Linked DNA regions of Mus musculus: region 2 is linked to region 1. The links are chromatin contacts, called in public promoter capture Hi-C maps. All regions are on one chromosome and are shown on one strand. The core of a region is the stretch at or near the end of the contact, and the rest is flanking DNA. Distances in the headings are between cores, read along the strand shown.

Region 1 (5,355 bases), core at 667-3,166:
ATCCAAACTGAGAACAGCTGGGACACAGACAGACACTGTCAGGATTGGTTACCAAAGGGACCACACTAGAAGGACTGCTGTCCCCTAAGCCATTTGGGAGAAGAATGGGGGTTCTCTGGTGGTCACTGCAAGAAAGGGATAGGGGAGGCTTTCTTAGAACGGGCCTAGGCTACTCATCCAGGACTTACTTGGTCCAAAGTCTGCAGTGACCGTCACGACCTGCGGAGAAGGTGCCCATGGCACAGGCAACACACCGGAAGCCAAACACAATATCCCCTGTGGATAGACAGAATATTAGGACCCCTGAAGTTAATGAAGAAGGAGTCAGACAAGGGTCTATCTATTCACCAGGTCTAATGTCCACAGGTCTAGGGCCTGAATAAGCTATTGCTTACCATGTGTGCCTATTCTAGAACTGGCATGATACATTGGTCCCTATGAAGACGGACAGGATTGGTGGTAAGATCTGACCATAGTCAGAATAATAATAGTCTGAGAGCAGACCAGCACCTGGGCAGCTCCCCACAGCCTCTCACCAACATCCCTGAGAAGACATCCCCACCCTCACGATGGACCATTCCTGCCTAAGAAGAAGGGCTCGGGTACCCAGAGACCACTTGACCCACCTATCCCTTCTAGAATCTAGGATGTAGGTCTTTGCCTACCTAGAAGATGCACCCGTGAGAGCTCTATCTGCAAACATTCTTACATGTCTACACATGCTCACTGGGTATATCAGCTTGGCCCTAGGTCCAACTCATGATTGTCTGTGGCTTTTATCAGTCCCCTAGGAACATACCTTGAGACTCCACCCTCTGGCCTGGTTGGCAGGGGTAGTGCTTGCAGATCTTGCACTGAGGGTCTCCACAGTGGTACTCAGGTGTGACACATATGCACCTTTCTTTTGGACAGTCCTCCTTGCCTGGACAAGAATAAGAGCCTCAGCCATTAGACAGAGCCCCTTCTCCAGAGCTTCTACTGATCCTTCAAGTATTTAGGGTGCTATGGCTCCATTCTCAATCAACCCCAATTGCAAGACCCTAAGCTTTGTCTAGTTCACTGTTTCATTTCAGTTGGCTGACAGCTAGCATATATACCTCCCACTGCTCTAAAGTTGTGGTTTCGTAAGTTCCATTGGATGTGGGAGTCACCTGGGGCTTCCTATGGGCCCTGGGCCCATGCTGCCCCATTCTCACCCCATATTGCCCCTCAAGGGACTAGAACAACCTCATCAGCTGCCTTCACTGATATCCACATCTCTATCTCAGAGACATGGGGCTTCAGAGCTGCCCCTTTCTATACCAGAAGTGTGGCAAGGTGAGGTGCTGAGATATTCTTCTTTGGTCCACAGACTGTCCTACACCTACAATTGTAAGTCACAGTCAGTGGACAAACCAGAGGAAATGTTGAGACTCCAACCCAGACAAAGAGTATCTTCAGTGATGGCTAAGGTTTGGTCCACCTAACAGATGGTCCTCTTTCATCTTGGATCCCCAATCCTTCTTCAGGGAGAAGTTCCCAGCCTCTTTTGCCTCTGCTCCCACATTCTGAGAGGAAGTTGTCCCTCTACCTCCTTATCAGAGCTCCAGACTCAAAGATTTACCTACCAACTCACATGTGCCCTGTGCCCAGCCTCCTCATATGAGTGTCGGGAAGGGCGCTGCTCTACAGCCTGAGTCCCACTCTCCTCCTTGCCTTACCTGGAGCATACAGGCTGCAGCAGCGAGTGTTGTTGCCACTTCCGTTCTGAACCTTGCCAGGGCCACAGCCAGGCTCCTCAACTACACTCGGCTGACCTAGGTCCAGCACACAGAGCATCGAGACTCCATACAGCATGGCCCATGCCCCCATAGTGCTTCTCCTGAGTCTTCTGTCGGCTGATTTCAGGAGTTCCCGCTCCAACTTGCCTTGTCTCTGCCTCTGCCTCTGTCCCCACCCCTCAGACTGGGCTTCAGGCCAGCTCCACCTCCAGTTTCCGGCAGACATCTGAGGTGTTTGTAAAGGCCTTCTGTGAAGTGTAGAGCAGAGCTATCCCCTTTCTGGACATCTCCTAACCCCTACATGCCTCTCCCAACTCCAGCAAACTCGCCCTGGCTAGGCTACAGAGGAAAAGGATGCCCATTCACATGTGCCACTGCTGCCACCTGTGGGCACCCCTTATTGTATAAAACTACCCCCTTCCCCCTTCTGCCCCAGGAAGTTCCTCTAAGCCTGGGAAACTAGGAGAGCCAGCGAGAGGAGTCCAGAGCACACACCATGCCTCGTTAAGAAGATCATCATAAAGTAGGTATTCCTAGCAAGTACATGAAGCCATGGGCGGTGTGGCCTGCCCAGGTCTAGCCTTGGCAGTTCCAGCTTGGCTCTCCCTGGAGCCACTTTTGTTCACTTCCTCACACAATTTTAGACAACAAGAAAGGAGTCCCAGATACAGGTGAGCCTCATTTTCTTGAACATGGCCAGCATGGCTCTGACAGGCCTTGCCCTTCTCTTCCATTCTCTCTGACTGGCTAGATTACACCCCTAAACTCAGGGTTACCTGCCCACCAAGGTCTTTTCTCTTATTTGGCCATTTCCTCCTCCGGAGGCTGACTGCCAAGGTTCCGCTATCAAAGTATTGAAGTCCAGCAATCAAAAAACCCCTTTGGTTCAACTAATTAACATGCCCAATTAAAATATACCACTGCATCCTAATCCATTCTAACACAGGCCTCCCCTTTTTCTCTTCTTAAAAATTGCATGTGAAGCCGGGTGTGGTGGCGCTCGCCTTTAATCCCAGCACTCGGGAGGCAGAGGCAGGCAGATTTCTGAGTTCGAGGCCAGCCTGGTCTACAGAGTGAGTTCCAGGACAGCCAGGGCTACACAGAGAAACCCTTTCTCAAAAAACAAACAAACAAACAAACAAACAAAAATTACATGTGAAAGGTCATTTGCTGCTGTTTTTGTGCCTGAGTCAGAAAACAACCACTTTAACTTTTCTTCCCTGCTTAGTAAAGAATCTCTCTGTGAGAACAGGTGTTTGTGTGTAGTTTGTGCCTAATCTGGGGTCTGAAAGAGAGCCAATGCTGTGCTGGGAGTCTCCTAACAGCTTCTTCGTGTGGCCACTGACGGTTCTGGAACCCTGCCTCTGTCAGGAGTCCTCTGCTGTACTCAGCCTTACTTCCCACATCTTCCAGCTGAATAAGCACAGGGAAACATAGTGAGGACTGTTGGGAGGACCGAGGGTGAATTTGAACATCTCAGGATATAACTGTGGTGTAACTTTAATTTTTTCACCCTTACTTTTAATGATGGTTCTTTTTTTTTTTTTTTTTTAATTCTTTTTTTTTTTTTTTTAAAGAGTTATTTATTTATTTATTATATATAAGTACACTGTAGCTGTCTTCAGACACTCCAGAAGAGGGAGTCAGATCTCGTGATCGGATGGTTGTGAGCCACCATGTGGTTGCTGGGATTTGAACTCCTGACCTTCGGAAGAGCAGTCGGGTGCTCTTACCCACTGAGCCATCTCACCAGCCCAATGATGGTTCTTAAATGCGTTAACTTCCCTTGTAGCCCACCACCCACCAGACATAGTGGGAAAGAAAGGACACAGGGGACGTGGCTCTGTTTAGAAAGGTTCTTTGGAGCAACTCCTGTCTGTGTTGTCTGGAAATCGGCAGTTCAGTTCACAGGTCAGCAGGCAGTCGCAGCTAGGTCTACTTGCAAACACTTCACAGATACACCAGTTCAGTAGAGTCAGGTTAGCAACAGCGGTGACATGCCCTAGCAGCCAGCCAGGCCAGGAAGGACTAACAGAAACACTAGAAGTTCTTGGCTCTGTCTCTCTCAGGGAAGCAAAGATCAGTGAAGACTCAAGACACATGAGCGGTGTACAGCTAGATGTATCAGCAAGCCAAGCTCTCTCTCCAACACTCGGTGGAGTCCTATTTTTACTCCCTCCAAATATCATGTGTCCTCCACGTGCTGAAGGAAAGCATGCCTGTAATTAGCAAAGAATCCTTCATCACGTGTCCTTTCATGCGCTTGCTTTAGCAGGGCATCCTCTCTCCTGTGTCTGCTTCAAGAGTCCGCCTTAGCTTTGCACACCTGTGTCCACTTTATTTTATTTTAAATATTTATTTATTTATTATATGTAAGTACACTGTAGCTGTCTTCAGACACTCCAGAAGAGGGCGTCAGATCTCATTACAGATGGTTGGGAGCCACCATGTGGTTGTTGGGATTTGAACTCAGGACCTTTGGAAGAGCAGTCAGTGCTCTTAACCGCTGAGCCTTCTCTCCAGCCCCCTGTGTCCACTTTAATGAAACATTCCTTCAACGTGATTGCCCCAGTAAAACCCCATCCAACCGCCTTTCCAAAGAACCCTTAAGTTTCCTTTTCACTATGGTTGTGTTCACAGGTGGGAGGCCATTGTGATTGTGATAGACCCGGGAAACCTGGTCTGACGCCCTTTTAAACTGCAGTTGGAGGAGGCTGACGAAGTAAAAAAGTTGACGTTGCCAGCTAACTATGCGACCCTTTTGATGTCTGTTGTCAGGTGTGTAAGCTTCTTGAGTGGCAGCCCGGGTCTCTGCGGTGTATTGAGGGGGCTCTGGGTACTCTACTCTAGGCCAACCTCAGCAGAACCTCTTTTATTATTTTTTATATGTATATGCATTGGTATTTTGCCTGCATGTATGCCTGTGCAGGGATGTTAGATCTGGAAGTTACAGACAGTTGTGAGTGGTTGCTGGGAATTGAGCCTTGATCCTCTAGAAGAGTCGTCAGTGCTCTTAATCACTGAACCATCTCTCCAGCCCCCCAGAACCTCTTCTTTGAGAAACTTCTGCAGTTCCTGGCCAAGGAGGTGGGTCTGGTTACAAGGACAGAAGGAAAGCGACATGCTTTGACTCTACATAAAGGTGCCGAGGGCCCCAGTACAGGGGAACGCCAGGGCCAGGAAGCAGGAGTGGGTAGGTTGGGGAGCAGGGCAGGGGGAGGGTATAGGGGACTTTCAGGATAGCATTTGAAATGTAAATGAAGAAAATATCTAATAAAATTGTTTTAAAAATAAATAAAAAATTTTAAATAGATTACAAATTTTATCTACCAAAATTAAATAAACATAGAACAAATTTCAAAATTAGCACCGCCCCTGTGCAAGGATGACACAAAAATCCATGAAGCACTCCATATTTGGGGCTGAACATGGTGATGTATACTTTTTTTTTTTTTTGAAACAGGATTTCTCTGTGTAGCCCTGGCTGTCCTGGAACTCACTCTGTAGACCAGGCTGGCCTCGAACTCAGAAATCCACCTGCCTCTGCCTCCCAAGTGCTGGGGTTAAAGGCGTGCGCCACCACTGCCCAGCGTGG
Region 2 (5,064 bases), core at 1,043-3,542, 41 kb before region 1:
CTCTACACTAGTGTTCCAGCTTTCCCCAATTCCTGACCCATGGGCCAGTCAGTCCTACCTGAAGCCAAATCTGGCTCTGCAGAGAAAGATGACAGCAGCCAAAGGAATTACACACACACACACACACACACACACACACACACACACACACACACGCACGCGCGCGCGCGGAAGAGAAGACATCTTTGCTTCTCTGGAAACAAAGGCAAAGAAAGGCCTGCGTGACCCACAGTGGTTGACTTACTAACCCCACCTGACCTTTCTCTGACCCCCATCTGTTGAGGCCTCACAGGCCCCTCACAGGCTGGGTCACTTACCTCAGACCTTGATATAAAAATAAAATATTCTGATTTCTACCTACAGCCTGCAGAGGCACCAAGATGAGGTGCTTTATCCAAAGGCACAAGAAGAGAGAAGGAGGCACTGGACACCCGAGTTACACGGGGTTAGTAGTGAGGACAGAGGAGAAGAGATTAGAGGCTATAGGTCAGAAGAGCACTTAGGAGCCAAGTGGCTGCTGTGGTGCCACTTCTTCTATCAGCACCCAGAACTGCAATGGCTTGGACAAAAGTGTAATGCTCACTTTAAATGCTCAGTGTAAATGCTTAGGAGTCCCAAAGTAGGGCATGGCAAGGTGTCTATTGGCTTTCGACTAGTTACTGCCTTGAGCACCCCGAGTGTTTGTAACGGGGACTTCCCTGTTCCTATTCAGGGTGGTCAGATATTTGACCTGGGGTGCTAGGAGTCAGTATGGCCACCGGGAACAAAGAAAAGCAGGGGCCAGGAGGCCTGGGGGCCAGCCACCAAGGGCTACCATGCTCCCTTAGAATACTCTTTGCCCAACTCAGGCAAGGCTTCCTGCAGGCTCAGGGCCCAGCCCAGAGAAGTGGAGTTGAGAGAAGTGAAGGCCAGCATACTGGCCTTACTCCATAGGTCTGGAGGGCTTCCTTGAAGCCCATGCTGCCCCATAGGACTTCCTGCCCCAAGAGAGAGACCCAACCCTATTATCAATTGCTTGGCTCTAGCTTGGACTCAAGAGTCCATACCTTTCTCCTGAATCGAAGATTTTCAAATTAGATGCTAATGCAGACGCCAGGTGCTGCCTTTGCATGCAAATCTGTTACCTGTACCAATGTCGTCTTCTTCCAGAGCTCGGGCTTGAGGCAGAGCCGTAAGCGAGGAAAAAGCTAGGCTCCAACAGCTATGTGTAAATTCTCTGCAACTCCGCAGTGTGGCTGCGCTACTTTCGTGGAGATACCAGGAAATACCGTGTCTAGCACTATCCATGGGTACACAGAGCCAGACTTTCTTATACTGATTGACACAGGACAGATTTGCGCACAGGGACACCCAGAAGTAATAATGGGTCTCTTCTTCTGCCATCTTTGATCAAAGCCTGAACAGCATTTATATACTCTCAGGGGAAGGCTCAGCATCAAAACTCTTTATTTACAGTTACTTGGTTTTGGTATTTTTTAGATAAAAGTGTTTCAATATTTTGCACAAGCTGGTATCCAGCTCTTTGGCTCAAGGGACCCCTTTGCCTCAGCTTCTTGGACATAAGTTGGGTTAAAGTGTGCACCACCACATCCAACTCAAAGCCACCTTTTGTTGTTGTGTTTTATTTTTGAGACAGGATCTCACACTTTAGGCCAAGCTAACCTCAAACTTCCTCTCCTTTCCTTGGTTCTGAGATTACAGACTTGAGCCACCAATAGTTCACTGTGCAGGTAGAGGCAAGAGGATCGGGAGTTCAAAATCATCAGTAGCTACATTGAGAATTCAAGGTTGGCCTGAGCTACAATGAGACCTTGTCTCAAAGTAAATAAATAAAGCAAAATCAGAGAGAAAGAAAGAAAGAAAGAAAGGAAGGAAGGAAGGAAGGAAGGAAGGAAGGAAGGAAGGAAGGAAGGAAGATAGCAAAAAACAACACAAAATATTCAAGATCAATCACTTAGAGGTGGGATCTGGTATGTGTCCCAGGTGAACATAAAGCTGACATGGGTTCACCAAAAAAGCAAACCCAGCTTTTTGATGGGAGCCCTGAGTTGTACTTTTATGAGCACACATTTCTAGGCTTCAAGTCCTTGGTTACCTATCCAGCAAACACCAAAGACACCCTCTCTGCAGCTCCTACCTGGACTCCTGGCTACTTGAATTTAGGATGGAACATAGCAGGATGCTGGGAAACCCTGGAGGTTAAAGGCAAGGAGGTGGGGTCAGATAGAGGACAAGCTGTGGGCAGGGCTCAGCCAGCTCAACTCAAACAGGAAGTGGCTCTGCCTATCCACTTCCCCTTCCTTCTCAGGGTCTGAGGAATGCTGAGGTATAGAGCTGTGAGGTAGGTAAAGCTCTGACCTTACTCCCTTCTTCACAGAATCTACCCAAAGCCCTGCTGTGGAAGTCCAACAGCGCTCAAGGTTGCTCCTTCAGGACCATAGTGTCAATCCTGCTGACCACTCATCCTGGGCATCTTCTCTCACTCAAGAGAATGGCAAATTGGCCTGCAACTTCTCAGAGACCCCTTCACAGGACAGCCACTCCCACACCCCTATCGGACTTCCCATGCTCAGTTCTGTGCCTCCAGAAACCTAGGTGACAGGAGGTTGGGAGGGGCGAGGCTCGGCTGGAGCCTGCTGAGACTGATTTGCCTCAGATTTCCATAGCTATCTTGGTTCCACCAGCTGGGATTTTTCTACCCAGCTCCTCTTCAGTTCCAAGCCCCAGAGAGCCAGCCTCCCTGGAGGTTTGCAAGGTTTCAGGCACCGTGGGCCAATTGAGCTCCAGGGTTGCTTGCTTGAAGTGATTATTAAGAGCCTATAATGCTAAGATCCCTGGAATTTTATTTGACAGGTCATTGAGTTTAGTATGAAATTTGGTATGAAATTTGGGCTTGGCCCAGAGGCATCTTGGGTCCCGAACTTCATGCTCATGTCCAGGAACCTGGCTGGCTGAATGTGATGGTCATCAATATCAGGGACTGATGTACATACAAAAACACCATCTGGAAGCAGGTCCCCGTGCAGGAGAACATAAAATCTCAACAGCAAATCCCATATATATATAATGTATTTATTTGTATTTTATGTATATTTATCTGCTTGTTGGTATGTGTATCATGTGTATGTAGGTGCCCAAGGAGGCCAGAAAAAGGACCTCTTCCTTCAGCTCTTCCATAGTTTCTTCTGTCCTCTCTGCAGAGCCATCACCTGCTTCCCAGACAAATGCTGGAATTCTTTTTTTTTTTTTTTTTTTTTTTTTTTGGTTTTTCGAGACAGGATTTCTCTGTATATCCCTGTCTGTCCTGGAACTCACTCTGTAGACCAGACTGGCCTTGAACTCAGAAGTCCATCTGTCTCTGCCTCCCGAGTGCTGGGATTAAAGGCGTGCGCCACCACCGCCCGGCTGCTGGAATTCTTTACAGCACAGTAAATCATGAATTAGCCTCAGTTCCTACCATCAATAGGAAATATCAAATGTACCACATACCAATCACCAAGACTCCACAAGCCTCCTTTGCTTCACGGGAAGTCTGCAAGAAGTCTAAGTTGAGATCTCTTAGCTGCCAGACCAGAGGGTACCCAGAACTCCATCCTCAAATTTCCTTTTTTCTATGGTACTGGCATCCTGATGCAAATGATCTCCATGGGGGAGGCTTAGTACACCTGCGATCCCTTGGCTGAGTAGAACAAAACTGCAAAGCATGTGGACATAAGAAGCTGATGCGTTGGGCTAAGAAGTTCAGATAGCTGACCACAGGTTGGGCCTCTGGAAACCTGGGTGGAGTTATGGAGAACTAAGGTAGAACTCAGAGAGCAACTGAGAAAAAATAAGTATACAGTCTCAGGTTAGACAAATGTAGAAGAAAGCCGTGTTTAGGTGAATGTAAGTTTTTATAATATAGGTTCTGTGTTTTCTGCTCAAATTTTCTAAAAGATGCTACGGTGCCAGGCAGTGGTGGCGCACGCCTTTAGTCCCAGCACTTGATAGGCAGAGGCAGGTGGATTTCTGAGTTCAAGGCCAGTCTGGTCTACAGAGTGAGTTCCAGGACAGCCAGGGCTACACAGAGAAACCCTGTCTCGAAAAAAAGAAAAAGGAAGAAAGAAAGAAAGAAAGAAAGAAAGAAAGAAAGAAGGAAAGAAAGAAGGAAGAAAGAGAGAAACCCAAAACAAAACAAAACAAAACAAAAGTTGCTATGGTAAGTACCACAACCCTCAAGGTGGCCTGGGGAAGACACAGGAGAGTGGAGGGTTCAGGCAGAGAAGGTGGACATGTCAAGGCTGAGGTTGTCTACAGAGTCTAGTCCAATATTAACAGTCTGCTCTGTCCTTCTGACCCCAACTACATACTTGGACTGTTTTTGAAGCTTAGATCACAGACGTGGAGGACGGGGGCTCAGGATTTACTCAGGAGTGTAGCTGGGGATCCTTGCTTTTGGCCTTTCAATGTCAGGCCTAAGGTCACATGTTGCACATGCTCTGAGATGGCTCGGCAGAGCTGTGAAGGGACTTCAAGTTAACAGGGTGTCCTTTGGGGCATGAACACTGATGCCATGAATTTCCCATGGCCAAGGAGTCTATGGGCCCTTGAGTGGATGCGCAGAGCTGCAGGAGACAAATGGGTGTCAAGGTTGGATAAAAAGATGAACGTATGCAACATCTGTTTCTGGGCTGCTCGCCAGGTGTGCCTACCTGTCAGTTCCCGCCCTTAGGAGGGAAGCAGGATGTTGCCCCATGGACCTAGGGCAGAAAGCAGGTCCACAGACAGACCCGGGGCTCTCAATACCCCAGCCTTCCCAACCCCATGGCCTTTCTGAGACGAGGCAGCTTAGATAGGAAGAGAGGGGACCTGGAGGCACGAAGAGGTAGAACAGGTGCCCCTTGTTCTTGGACAGAACTCCAATTTGCCTGGATCCCAAATACTAGGTTGGGGCTCTTCTGGCTCTGAGTGTTGAAGCCCCAGAACTACTCCATGAGCTAAGTTTTCTTCCTAGATTTCTTTGGGGGTTTTGTTTGTTTGTTTTTGCTTTTGTTTTTCGAGGCAAGGTTTCTCTGTGTAGCTCTG

The links. Promoter capture Hi-C pulls out the DNA fragments that hold promoters and counts their contacts.
Region 2: a contact with region 1 is called in a promoter capture Hi-C map of pre-B cells, with 2.4 times the contacts expected there. The contact joins the enhancer-like site here to the promoter of Tnfrsf18 in region 1. A contact is called at or near these places in 17 of 39 promoter capture datasets (the 3T3-L1 cell line, 3T3-L1-derived adipocytes, the C10 cell line and 11 more), 4 of 15 datasets of contacts at CTCF or cohesin (CD8 T cells, large pre-B cells, pro-B cells and 1 more), 31 of 484 Hi-C or Micro-C datasets (the Ba/F3 cell line, CD4 T cells, CD4 single positive thymocytes and 19 more), 14 of 115 datasets of contacts at active chromatin or transcription factors (the 230-238 cell line, CD8 T cells, the HPC-7 cell line and 5 more) and 3 of 9 other capture datasets (adipose tissue, liver and pancreatic islet).

The regions. Positions count from the first base shown.
Region 1 is chr4:156,022,883-156,028,237 of GRCm38.p6, reverse strand. Tnfrsf18 (tumor necrosis factor receptor superfamily, member 18) reads right to left here and starts at 1,916. Exons shown (of 5, transcript NM_009400.3): 1 at 1,701-1,916; 2 at 800-922; 3 at 189-276; 4 at 1-17. The coding sequence starts at 1,851. It overlaps Gm16008 (predicted gene 16008), which reads left to right. Exons shown (of 5, transcript NR_169176.1): 3 at 4,401-4,538; 4 at 4,798-4,847. Gm25982 (a small nuclear RNA gene) reads left to right here and starts at 5,070; the gene lies at 5,070-5,180.
Region 2 is chr4:156,064,974-156,070,037 of GRCm38.p6, reverse strand. The region is part of intron 1 of Gm52714 (a long non-coding RNA gene); the gene reads right to left. Among named protein-coding and RNA genes, the nearest start is that of Gm52714, 3.2 kb to the right of the region's middle. Within about 2 kb of position 2,292, at least 85 of the 459 cell types and tissues checked have an H3K27ac peak or open chromatin away from gene starts, as enhancers often do. A contact at or near this core is called in the 230-238 cell line, the Ba/F3 cell line, CD8 T cells and 16 more, where this site is marked.